Linked DNA regions of Mus musculus: all the other regions are linked to region 3. A link is a contact called in public Hi-C and promoter capture Hi-C data. All regions are on one chromosome and are shown on one strand. Each heading gives the region's core, a stretch centred on a gene start, on an enhancer-like site or on the middle of the called end of the contact. The rest is flanking DNA. Distances are from core to core; before and after follow the strand shown. Region 1 holds the start of Mrgprg (MAS-related GPR, member G). Region 2 holds the start of Cars (cysteinyl-tRNA synthetase). Region 3 holds the start of Chid1 (chitinase domain containing 1).

Region 1 (3,931 bases), core at 1,074-3,573, 2.2 Mb before region 3:
CCCCGTTTTTCTTTCTATGAGGGAACTTCTAAATTAACAAGTCCATCTGGAGTGATCTTCTTCAAACAGATACAGCTGCACTCATAAAGATGGCAGCGGTTTGGCTCAAAGGACGGGAAGGTAGTGCTGTTCAACAGGAGTCGGCAACGCGGTTCAGTGGGTATTGCCACCAAGGCTGACAACCTGAGTCCAATTTCTAGAACCAATATGGTGGAAGGAGAGAACTGACTCCCACAAGTGAGCTTCTGACCTCAGTGCACACACACACACACACACACACACACACACACACACACAACTGTAATTTAAAATTGGGGAGGGGGAGAAATTGAGACATTTGGGCCACATGACTCAGGGATGATTCCAGGTATAAGGTCCCAGTCAACAGGCAGCACTGTGATGGGGTCAGAGGGGGGAGGGGTCCAGGCTTAATCACACGAGGACACTGACCTTAGCTTCTCTGGGGACCTCCTGGGTGGTCTCAGAGGCTTAGCAGTTTGCCACTTACACCAAACAGGAACTAATGGTCTCACAGAACAAACAGGTAGCCTGGTGACCTCAGCACACTAGGGATAGGACACACTGGGGTTTACATGGGGACAGGGGAAGGTTGTCCCCATTCTGACACCCAGGACGAGTCTGTTCTCCCTTTAGTTGGTTCAATCACGAAACCTCAGTGCTAGGAGCTAAACTCAGGTCTTCCAGAAGAGCAGGGAGACCTTCGGCTCCTGAGCCATCTGTCTAGCCCAGGGCTTGAGGTGTTAAATCACACATGTACTTTTGGTCATATTCACACAGCAGCTGTTAGAGACAGACCACAGGCCATATCTTATCAGATCAGAACGTCAATTCTGTGTCACATTCGAAAACCAATATCAAAGTCCTGTCCAATCCTACACTGTCACAGGAGAGGTGCCAAGTGCTTGGTTGTCTCCCTGCTGCCTGCTTCGGTGGTGCACAGACTCTCCAGCTGCTGTGGACTCCTCTAGATCACCTCACAGTACCGGCACACTATGACAATTATATTAATCCTTGAGGGCAAAGCCCTGAAGAAGAACAACAACAAAGGCCTACCAGAACAATGAAAAGTTGGGGAGATTTGGGGCTGCACAGTGCTTGTGTGTGTTGTAAGGGTGCATCCCACAGAGGACAGAGTATGGATCTGGCTTGACATGATGGCAGCCATCTTGAGCCACAGCTGTCTGAGTCACCATAAGATGGGTTTTCCTGCATATTTACTTAGCTAACCATAACACAGAGCCTTGAAAGCACATGCGTACTGGATGACTTGGAGGGTGCGCCTGGCTTTTGATGGAATCTGAAGATAAACCAGAGACCTTCAGGCATGAGAGCATGCTTTGGTCTTTATCCACCCAACGTCTGGGTGCCCAGCTCCCCAGGACCTTCCTCTGCCAGTGAGTCTCCAGAATATCTCACTGTGCAGTCCTAGCTCTATTGGACTCTCCCTATTCCCTTCCAACTGCTGTGTGAGTTTATGTGCACATGTGTGTAGGTGCATGCACATCTGTGCAGGTGTATGTGCTGCCTAAAGATCAGCACTGAGTGTGTGTCTTCTTAATTACCCTACACATTAAAAAACATTTTAAAGTCCATGCTGTTGTTGTTTTGAGACAACATCTCACAATACCATCCTGGTTGACCTGGAAACTCTGTGCAGACTTGCAGAAATCTGTCTGCCTCTGCCTCCCAAGTGCTGGGATTAAAGGTGTGGGCCACAACCTCTGGCTTAAATATGTTTTTAAGTTTATCTGTGTGTGTGCACAAATGTGCCACCACATGTGTCCAGATCAGAGGGAAACTTTTAGGAATCAATTTTCTTCTTTTATGGGGATCCCTGGAATTGAACTTAGGTTGTCAGGCTTGGGTGTGGCAAGAACCTTTACCCACTGAGCCCTCTCACTGGCCCAATACCTTATTTTTTAAAGATAAGACTTTGCAGCAAATGTAGTGATTGGCATAGCCAGCTGAATATCAAGTCCCATGAGTCCTCTGGTCTCCATCTCTCAGTACTGGGGTCACAAGCATGCACCATGATGCCCAACTTTTATTAAAGGTGCAGGGGATCCAAACTCAAATTCTCATACCTGCATAGCGAGAACTTTACTGACTGATCCATCTTTACAGATGTCATCTCTTCCTTTGGTCCCGAGCACCTAAGGCCAGGGACCATTCCAGAATGGGCGGCGTGCAAGGCTCTCTGTTTTCATCTCCCAGATGAAAAGGAGGAGCCTCCCACACTGACAGCTCTGTTTGAGCTCATTCCTTTGATTTCCGTGAAAAGGTGACACACCCACCCCACTTCTAGGGAACTGGCAGGAGCCAGCCTCAGAGGACAGAAGGGGATTTAGGGGCCAGGAGGAGATCAAGACAACAAGTGTGGGCTGAGCGAGCTGGAGACAGCCACTGTCAGCAGGCGGTCATCAGGTGAGAAGGTTAATATGCCCCTCTACCTGCTTCCCTAAGCAAGAAGCACCCCTTCTCTTACCCTCTACATCACTTGCCTGCCTGGCTCTCAGGGGGGTGCTGGTGGCTCTGAGGATGTCCTCTAAAAGGGACCTTATGGGGAAGGCAGTTAAGGGAGCCTTGGAAGCTGAGGCTCAGGCTTGAAACTCATTGCTCCAGGTCCATTGGAGAACAAGGATGAGGAAGATGCCCCACCCCACCTACCGCATCCCCTTTCAGATCTAGCCTTGGCTCCACCAGCCAGAATCCACACAGGAGTAGATGTCTGGATTTACACCCTTGGGGGCTCACAGAGGGGAAGAGTCTTGCCTCTGTCACCACTCTGATGCGTGAAGGTTCAGTCCTTAATTTCAAGGTCCTGAGGACCTGTACTCTGACCTTGACAGCTGAACTGGTAGGTTGAATCACCATCTCCCACAGGTGCTAGGAAGGATGCTTGGTGATGAGATGGTGGGTGATACTCATCAGGACACTGCAGAAGGTTTGGCCCTGTGAGAGGAAGCAGGGTCTGATGGAGGCTGGGTCTCAGTGAGTACAGAGATAGCTAGGGTTCTGGGTAGGGGACACAGCCCAGACCAGGAATGAGGGTCATACGTAAAGTACACAATATACATCTCTTTCCATCTTTGACTATGTTTTCCCATGTCTGTCCCTTCCTCTTTATCTCTACCTCTATTCTCTATTTCTCTCTGTGTCTGTCTGTCCATCTCTCTTCTCCACTCCATTACCCCCCAGCCCTGGTCTATCTTTTCCTATTGCTGTTCCTCCCTGGCAGTCCCTGTCCCCAGAGCCTGGGTCCTCATACCCTGGATCTTGGACAAGGTCCATCATGGGCTCTGTGGAAAAAGGTACTGCTCTGAAACACTCGCCTCCATGAGGGTACCAGAAACTCTCCTGCTTGCTCCCTAAGAAGATTTGGGGCCCTGAGACCCATCATCAAAGTCCCAGACTCTGACATGAAGCTTCAGAGTTAGCCACAGTTCCTCAGGACCCTGGGCTTTAATGTCGCGCTCTAAAAGGACAGTGTGGGGAAAGTCCCCTGAAGCCTCACCTAGCACAGAATGGAGTGTCCTGGGTCAGAGCAGGCACTATCAGAGACCCTGGGGTGGGTGTGATCAGAGCCTTAGAGAAAGCATTCTCACATTGGTACTACAGTTAAAAAGAAAGGGGAGTCTCTCCACCTGTGGCCCCTTTGTCTGAATGTGGTGGGCCTCTGCATGGGGACACCTCATTCAGGATGGGTTGTCTAACCAGGATGAGGGCAGAGAGAGCTGCTTCCAAGCAAAGCAGCTGTGAGGGGGTAACCTGGTATCACATGCAGCCAGGAAGGGGCTTGAGACAACTCGGACTCTGGAAGCTGCAGGCTCTTGCTTTCCACACTCGGGGCACAGCAGCTTCGTAGTGAACACTGTCACCCTTTGCAGGGGCCTCCCAGAGCACCCACGGA
Region 2 (3,845 bases), core at 296-2,795, 2.1 Mb before region 3:
GTGTCACCGTGGGTTTGGGCTTTAACACCCTCATTCTAGCTGCCTGGAAGCCAGTCTTCTAGCGGCCTTCAGCTGAAGAGGTCTAACTCTCACCTCCTGCCTTGATGATAATGTACTGAACCACTGAACCTGTAAACCAACCCCAATTAAATGTTGTCCTTATAAGAGTTGCCTTGGTCATGGTGTCTCTTCACAGCAGTAAGACCCTAACTAAGACCTATGTGATACATTATTTCTCTGCTGCCCATGAAATGAACCAATTCAAGCCTGATTAGAGTACATATAGGCAGGTTTATTAGGAAGCTGCTCTCAGGCGAAAGTTCACTGGCCCCAAGGACTGAGGCCAAGGAAGTCACCATGGTGGGGGAGGAGAGAGAAAGAGAAAGGGTGTGAACATAGAGAAGACAGGAGGAGCGATGAGGAAGACCAAAACATCTGGTTTATATAGGGAAGAGCCTCTGGGGGAAGGGCAGTCCAGCCCCTGGGCTGGAAAGTTCAGGGTTACAGCAAGGGTATGCCAGGTAGGGACTGAGGGATGCTGAGAGAACCTGGAGGCCAGGTTTGCTTTGAAATATAAAATTTGCACCTCAGTCCCTTGTCCCAAGGGTACATAACCAAACAATACATATTACCAAGTATCAATTATTTTTTAATTAATTATTTATTTATGTTGAGACAGAGTCTCTTATGGAGCCATGGCTGACTTGGAACTCACTGAGAACTGCCTGCTTCTCCCTCCTGAGTTTCCAGGAATTAAGACCATGGTTGCCAGAATATATATATACCAGAATATATAATTGTATTTATTTATTTCCCTGCACACACACACAACACATGTCTTTTTCACCACAGGCATGCAAAGCCCACAAGGATCAAAAGAGGGTTAGGATCCCATGGAACTGAAGTTACAACCGGTTGTGAGCAGTTGTGAGTGCTAGAAATCAAACCGGTGTCCTCCAGAAGAGCAGCCGTGCTCTTGACCACCGAACCATCTTCCAACCTCAAAACGGAGCTTTTAAAAAAAAAAAAAAATTGTGAGACAGGGTCTCGCTATATACCTGGCTATGTTTCTAAAATAATACTTTCCATTTCTTCTCATAAACCTCCCTCTGATGGTGTGTCTTGGGAGGCGACATCAGGAATTAAGGAACACACAGGAAATAAAAGGATTCAGGAGAGAGTGTAACAGGAACCACCTGTTTCCAGGCTTGTGTGGCCTTTTGGAGAGTGTCTCAGAAAAAGGCGTCTTCCTCGCCCCTCTCCTCCAGTCGCTGAGTCCCTTGCCCCACCCTTTCCCTTGCATCTCTTTAATCTCTACTCGTTTTGCCCCGCCCCTCTACCCAGCTCCTCGCCCCTCCCACTCCCCCATTTCGTCCCGCCCCTCCCAGCCCTCTTCAGCAGCCCGGGTTTGCGCTTCTCACTGTCTTAGCCCTTTGGTGTCTATTAAGTTCCGCGCCAGCGTAAACCATAGTATTCTCCCATCATGCCCCACGTCGGCGTCAGTTTGCAGTTGCCTAGCTACTGGACATGCCCGGAAGACGACTGGTGGGGCGGGACTTCCGGCGCCGCGGTTGCATCAGATTCTGGAAGGCGTCTGTGGCGGCGGCCGCGGGTCTTGATTCCCAGTGATGGCAGGTTCCTCCGCGGAGCAGGGTGAGGTTTGCGGGATGACTGTGGAGCTCTGGGTACAAGCATGGCCCGAGTAGGCAGTACCGGGCTGGGGCTGTGTGGGCAGCATGGTCCAAGGAGGCAGTGCCCAGGCCAGTGCTGTGGCGACAGCGGTGGAACGAGTGGGTAATGCCAAGCGAGCCAGGGGTTGGGGGCAGCAAGACCCAGGGACTCAGTGCTCAGGTCGGGTCTGTGGGGACAACCATGGACTAAGTGGGCAGTGCCCAGACCAGTGATCCGAAGATAGTAAAGGCTTAAATGGGCAGTGGCAGGCAAAGGCTGTTCGGCAGAGGATCCCTGGGCGGGAAGTGACCAGCCAGGGCTCTAGAGTGGAGGCTATTGGGTTGGGCAGTGGCTAGGTCAGGGCTCTAGGAACAGTGCATGCCCAGGTGGGCAGTGACAAGCTAGAGATCTGGATTAGGCAGTGACTGGAGTGGGCAGAGATGGATCCTCAGGTGAGTAGTATCCAGTCCAGGGCTCTGGGATAAAACGTTCTCCGGTAAGCCTGTGGGGACAGCCGTGGCCCAAGTGGGCAGTGCAAAACCAAAGCTCTGGGGATGGCCAGCGTCTCAATGGACAGTGGCAGGCCAGGACCTGGGGGTGGCTGCCATGACTCCCTGAAGCTAGAGTACTCCTTGGTGGGACCTGACTCCTGTCTTGTAAGTGCCTCCCTTCCTCAGCTTCAATTTTTTGATTGGGTTAAGGCTAAAGTTTCCTTGGATACTCAGCAATAGGAGAGATGGTCCTGTTTCAAATAGCCTGACTCTAGTTGGTACCTGGATGAGACCTCACCACTCCCCCTCCTGCCCTGGCTGGACTTTGGGGGTAAGGCAAAGGCCCAAAGATTGTTTTGGTCTTCTGCCCAAGCAGGTGGGCGGAAGGGCACATGAGGTTGGTACTTAGGGAAGTAGGGCAGAGGAAGCAGGGACTCCGTGTACGCATACATGAAAGAGCTTGGGGATTTATGAAGGCTTTAATCTCCAGTGTGGTCAGCAGTCACCACAGAGACCTGTCCAGTCAGAGCATCACTGTCAGAGCATCATTGGCAATCTACTTTATTGCCAATTGGGAGATTCCCTCAGAAAGCAGTCACTTACGTCACCCCAGGGTAGACCTGGGCCTTGGCAGATCGCTGAAGAGCAGTGTCTTTTCTCATCTTTTTAGCAAGTGGGTTCTAGAAAGAGCAAAGGCCTTGGCCCATATCCTGGAAGGTGAGAAGCAAGCCTTCAAAGGCAGAATGCTTAGTGTAGGTTTTAGTCTCTGTGATGAAGCCAGAAATTAGATGTGAGCTCTGACTTCTCAGTTACCTGTCTCCAAGATCTCTCAGGCATCCTGTGGTGCTCTGTGGTTACTGTGGCCTTGCTGGATTCTGATCACCTGAGTACCCAGATGACAAGACTGCTTAGCATGTGCCTAGTGACAGTGGTACCTACCTTTGTATTCTAGCATTCCACTCAACTGGCATGCCTAGTTTCTATCTGCTTCACCCACAGCAGCTTTTGTAAGTCCACCTAGACTACTATAACACAGAAGCATGGCCAGCAGCTCCACCCTGAGCTGCCCAACAGGTCTAGGATCACAACTATGCCCATACTCACATTACAGGAAATGGGTCCTGCCACTGAGGGTGGTGTAGTCATAGGAAGAACTTGGAACAGTGCCAGGTGTGTAAGGACCAGGTCTGTCAAGAATGGGACTCTGCGACTCCATCCATCCATCCATCCATCAATCCATCCAATTAGACAGGGTTTCATATAGCCCAGGCTGGAATTCCCGATCCTTCTGTCTCCTATAGGGATGGCAGGTATCACAACACCATGTCTAGCTTCCTCTTTGGCTTTTAAGTAAAAGTGTATACATGATGTGCAGATCTCAGGGGAGATCACAAGTCCTGAGGGAAGATGATCCAGGAGTCAGAACTTCCATGAAAATCCAGGAATGGGTGTGTGGTGGCATGTGCCTGTCACTCAGTAATTTTAGTGCTCCAGAGGCAGAGGTAAGGGGATCTCTAAGAATTCAAGGCCAGCCTGTTTTACATAGTAAGTTCGAGGCCAGTCATAGATAATAGATACATAGTGAAACTTTGTCTCAAACAAATTAACAAAAAAACGAAAGAAAAAAGCAACTCAGAGAAGGTAGCCACTTTTAACAAATCCAACAAAGCTATGTGTGGCTAC
Region 3 (3,590 bases), core at 184-2,683:
TTCTCTCCTTTCTGTTCTTAAGAGTCTGCAACACAGACTGGGAGTGGAATCCTTAGTGGACTTTGCCAAGTCTTTAGCTCAAAGACCTCTTACATCAGTCAGATCCAAATGCCTTCGCTGGTTTAAAAGAATGATGGTCTCTTTAGTATTGCTTGGACTGAACAATTCTCAGGACATCCACCTCTCCAGAGTTCTGCCCACTTGGAATCACTGTTCTGGGCATTTGTTCCTAGTAGGGTGCTGAGCTGGATGCCAGGAAAGCAGATGGTGATGCACAGCATGCCTTAGCATACACACCCAGCCCCGCCCCTGTAGAAAGGCTTGGGGGACAGCTGGCAGAAAATATGGGGAAGAGAAAGGAGGAAACGTGATTCGGAAGGAAGAACACGAAGCTCAGCTCAGTGAGAAACCTCTGCAGCAGCAGGAATGGGGAAACAGCCGCACTGCAAATCCTGGAACAGACCATAGTGGAGTGGGCCAGAGGGTTTAACTGGGTGTGGACAGGCCAAATGTGGTTTCTGCAGGAAACTGCTGGGAACAGCAAGGGATGGGGGTGGGGACTAGTCAGCTTGATGAAAAATAAAAATGCTGGTCACGTGTGCTTTCAACCCACTCGAAGAAGTGTCTGGGCTCCTCTTGCTAAAGCTGAGATGGGGGTGGGGAGCGTGGTGTCTGCCTCTGTGGGTTCTAGCTCCTACAATTTGCAAGACCAAAAACGAGGACCAAGACAGCTCTGGGATTTAGGCAGATAGAATGTTCGCTGTGCTAGGCCATCTGGAGAAGGATGTTATATTGCCTGGAGCAGTGTCTCTACTGGAGACAGTGTAGTGGGCACTGCAAACCTATAGATAGTGACAGAAATGTGGCAACTGGGATAATGTGGAGGTTCAAAGACTTGGCGCACAGTCTGTCCTGACACATCTGGGAGACTACGGAACTGACTATGCGCATAGTGACCCACGTCCCCCATACTTGACAGGGATGGGTTCCCAAGACCCTAAAGGCCTTGGTGGTCACATAAGTGGACGTAATGTAGACTTCAGCACAGTGCTGAGGCAGCCAGCCATCAATCCCGGAGAGGGGATGTTCAACATCACCACCAACTTCTCTGGGAGGATTTCGGGATCTGACCCCACTATTCTGCTGTACGACAGGCCCTTGATCAATAGAGGGACTGGCTGCAGGAGCGGAAACAGCACCTACGGCTACGAAGTACACGTTCCGCACACTCAGCTCTGTCTTCATCCAACTGACGGTCCCGATCCACTCTCAGCCCTTCTCCAGCTCGCCGGTCGCTACGAGGCTCCACCTCTAACTCCGCCCTCCAGCCATCTCGGTCCCGCCCCATCCCAGCGTGCCGTGCGCAAGGCATCTAGGAAGCTGGCGTGGCGCAGCGGGAGCTTGTGGAGGCCAGTGGGCGGGACTTCCGGTTGATTAAATCGTCTTCCGGCCGTGCTTGATGGGTCTGGCCGGTCTCCTGACATGAAGGTGAGCCCGGCTGTGGCGGCAATGGGACTGCTTCATCTTCCGCGTCACAATGCGGGAACGTCGGGCAGCGAGGCTCTCCCCGGACAGAACGGGCAGAGTGTGAGCGGGAAGGAGAGGGCACGGATGAGAGCAATATGGGAGCTATGAATGTGAGGGCGAGGAAGTGAGTGAGGATGAGAGGGTTTGAGGGGGAGAGCGATCGTGTCAGTGTGAGAAGAAACAGATGTGAGGGTGAGTGGGAGCTCGTGCGGAATAAGCAGATGTGAGGGTGAGCTGGTGGAAGAAACAGATGTGAGGGTGAGTAGGTGTCAGAAAGCAGGTGTGTCAGCCTGAGAGTAAGGGCGTATGTGAGAGAGCGAGCGGGTGTGAGGGCCCGAATGGGTGAGGGGAGATGTGAGAACATGGACTTTATTAGGGGTGAGAAAGCGAGTGGGGATGAGTATGAGCAAGGGTGAGAGAGTGTTAGGGTGAGAGCAGGTATGGGAGAGAGTGTGACATTGTTCTTTAGTAGAAGTGTGAGCGCCAAGTGTGTGACTGTGAGGAAGCTTTCGAGCCAACAGTAATCTGAGAATATGAGCGAGCACAGGCCGTTGCATAAAATCAAGAGAGCCCGTAGCGATGGCTTTAATCCTAGCACCCGGGAGGCAAAGGCTGGCAGATGGATCTCTGTGAGTCCGAGGCCACCCTGGTCTATAGAGTGAGTTTCAGGTCAGCCAGGGCCACATAGCAAGACCCTGTCTCCAAAAAAGAGTTTGGGGGTGGGGCAAAAGAAGCCGCAGGAAGCACGTGTGAACAGCACAGTAGTGAATGTGTTAAGTTTATGTATGTGCCAGTGTAGCTGGATATGAAGAAACATGGGTGAGTGGTGTATAAAGGAGTATAAACATGAACCAGGATGTAAGATAACGAAGTCAGAGATTTCAGATATGTGAGTTAGTGTGCATAGCTTGTGGAGCCACAAATGAACGAACGATGACATGAGTGTGCAAACGAGTTAGCAAGGCCAGAGTGGCTGTCGGGCATAGAGAATGAGCTCTATGTGGAGGGCCCAGCCTCAGGTAGGAGGGTATACAGCAAGTTGTATGGGTTCCTTCAAGTTTGCTAGGTACATGAGGCCTTACCCTCAGCGCAGCCTCAAATCTTGAACACTCTGTGATGGAAAATTTCCAAAGAACTTTCCACAGATCTCTAGACTGGAGCCCAGGGAGGCCCAGAGACAGTGTGCTGGTGACAGAACTATAACTTGAGCCATCTTATCACAGTCCTGTTTGCATTGCATTGTATAGTTGGGATGGGATGGTAGCCACGTGCCCCATGGCTTGGTGGGCTGCCCCCTGTGTTGGTTTCCTTATCTGTAAATGGGAATAACATTTATGCCTGCCTGAGTCCTGGTCTGTGGAGAGAACTTGTGGATAATTCACCAGGTTTGGCATGCAACATATGGTCAATAAATGTCACCTGGGGTTGTGATCATCCTGCTTCTTACGTCACCTTCATTTCCAACCATACACTCACCCACCTCCTCATATGAACAGTTCACTCCAAAATGTGTTCTCAAAAATGAAAATGTAGGCTGACCATCATACTTGCTGTAAGAGCAGTGAATCTATTAGAACTGAAGGCTGAAAGTATGGCCCAGTATTTTCTTAGTATATGGAAAGCCATGAGTTCTAATTCCCTGCTCCTACAAAACCGATATTAGGCAGCAATAGTAAAAGGTGCTCAGGATACATCAATCGGCATCCCACAAATCCTGCAATACCAAAGCAGGAGCTTAGTGTGAGAGCCAAAGACCATCTCTGTTGTTATTGTTGTTTTGAGATAGGGTCTCCTGTAGCCCAGCATGGCCTTGAACTCAACTACATCGCTAGAAATGTACAACTACATAACTGAGAAATGACCTTGAACTCTTAATTTACCTACTTCTACCTTCCAAGTGCTGGGATCACAAATGTGATCCACTATGCCCCATTTAAAACTTGTTCTTTTAATTTTTAAAAAATTGTTTTTTATTTTATGTTCACTGGTGTTTTGCTCAAAAGTATGTCTATGTGAAGGTGTCATCTCCTGGAACTGGAGTTGTAGACAGTATGTTACACACA

Evidence for each region. Promoter capture Hi-C pulls out the DNA fragments that hold promoters and counts their contacts. A called contact is a pair of places that touch in the nucleus more often than the background predicts.
Region 1: a contact with region 3 is called in a promoter capture Hi-C map of pre-B cells, with 2.6 times the contacts expected there. The contact joins the promoter of Mrgprg here to the promoter of Chid1 in region 3. A contact is called at or near these places in 2 of 39 promoter capture datasets (liver and pre-B cells).
Region 2: a contact with region 3 is called in a Hi-C map of B cells, with 8 read pairs. The contact joins the promoter of Cars here to the promoter of Chid1 in region 3. A contact is called at or near these places in 1 of 39 promoter capture datasets (erythroid cells) and 1 of 484 Hi-C or Micro-C datasets (B cells).

Annotation. Positions count from the first base shown.
Region 1 is chr7:143,765,385-143,769,315 of GRCm38.p6, reverse strand. It overlaps Mrgprg (MAS-related GPR, member G), which reads left to right and starts at 2,323. Exons shown (of 2, transcript NM_203492.2): 1 at 2,323-2,445; 2 at 3,909-3,931.
Region 2 is chr7:143,597,790-143,601,634 of GRCm38.p6, reverse strand. It overlaps Cars (cysteinyl-tRNA synthetase), which reads left to right and starts at 1,545. Exons shown (of 23, transcript NM_013742.5): 1 at 1,545-1,653. The coding sequence starts at 1,629. Gm15579 (a long non-coding RNA gene) reads right to left here and starts at 1,531. Exons shown (of 2, transcript XR_870064.3): 1 at 1,422-1,531; 2 at 777-1,012.
Region 3 is chr7:141,537,671-141,541,260 of GRCm38.p6, reverse strand. It overlaps Chid1 (chitinase domain containing 1), which reads left to right and starts at 1,433. Exons shown (of 13, transcript NM_001142681.2): 1 at 1,433-1,488.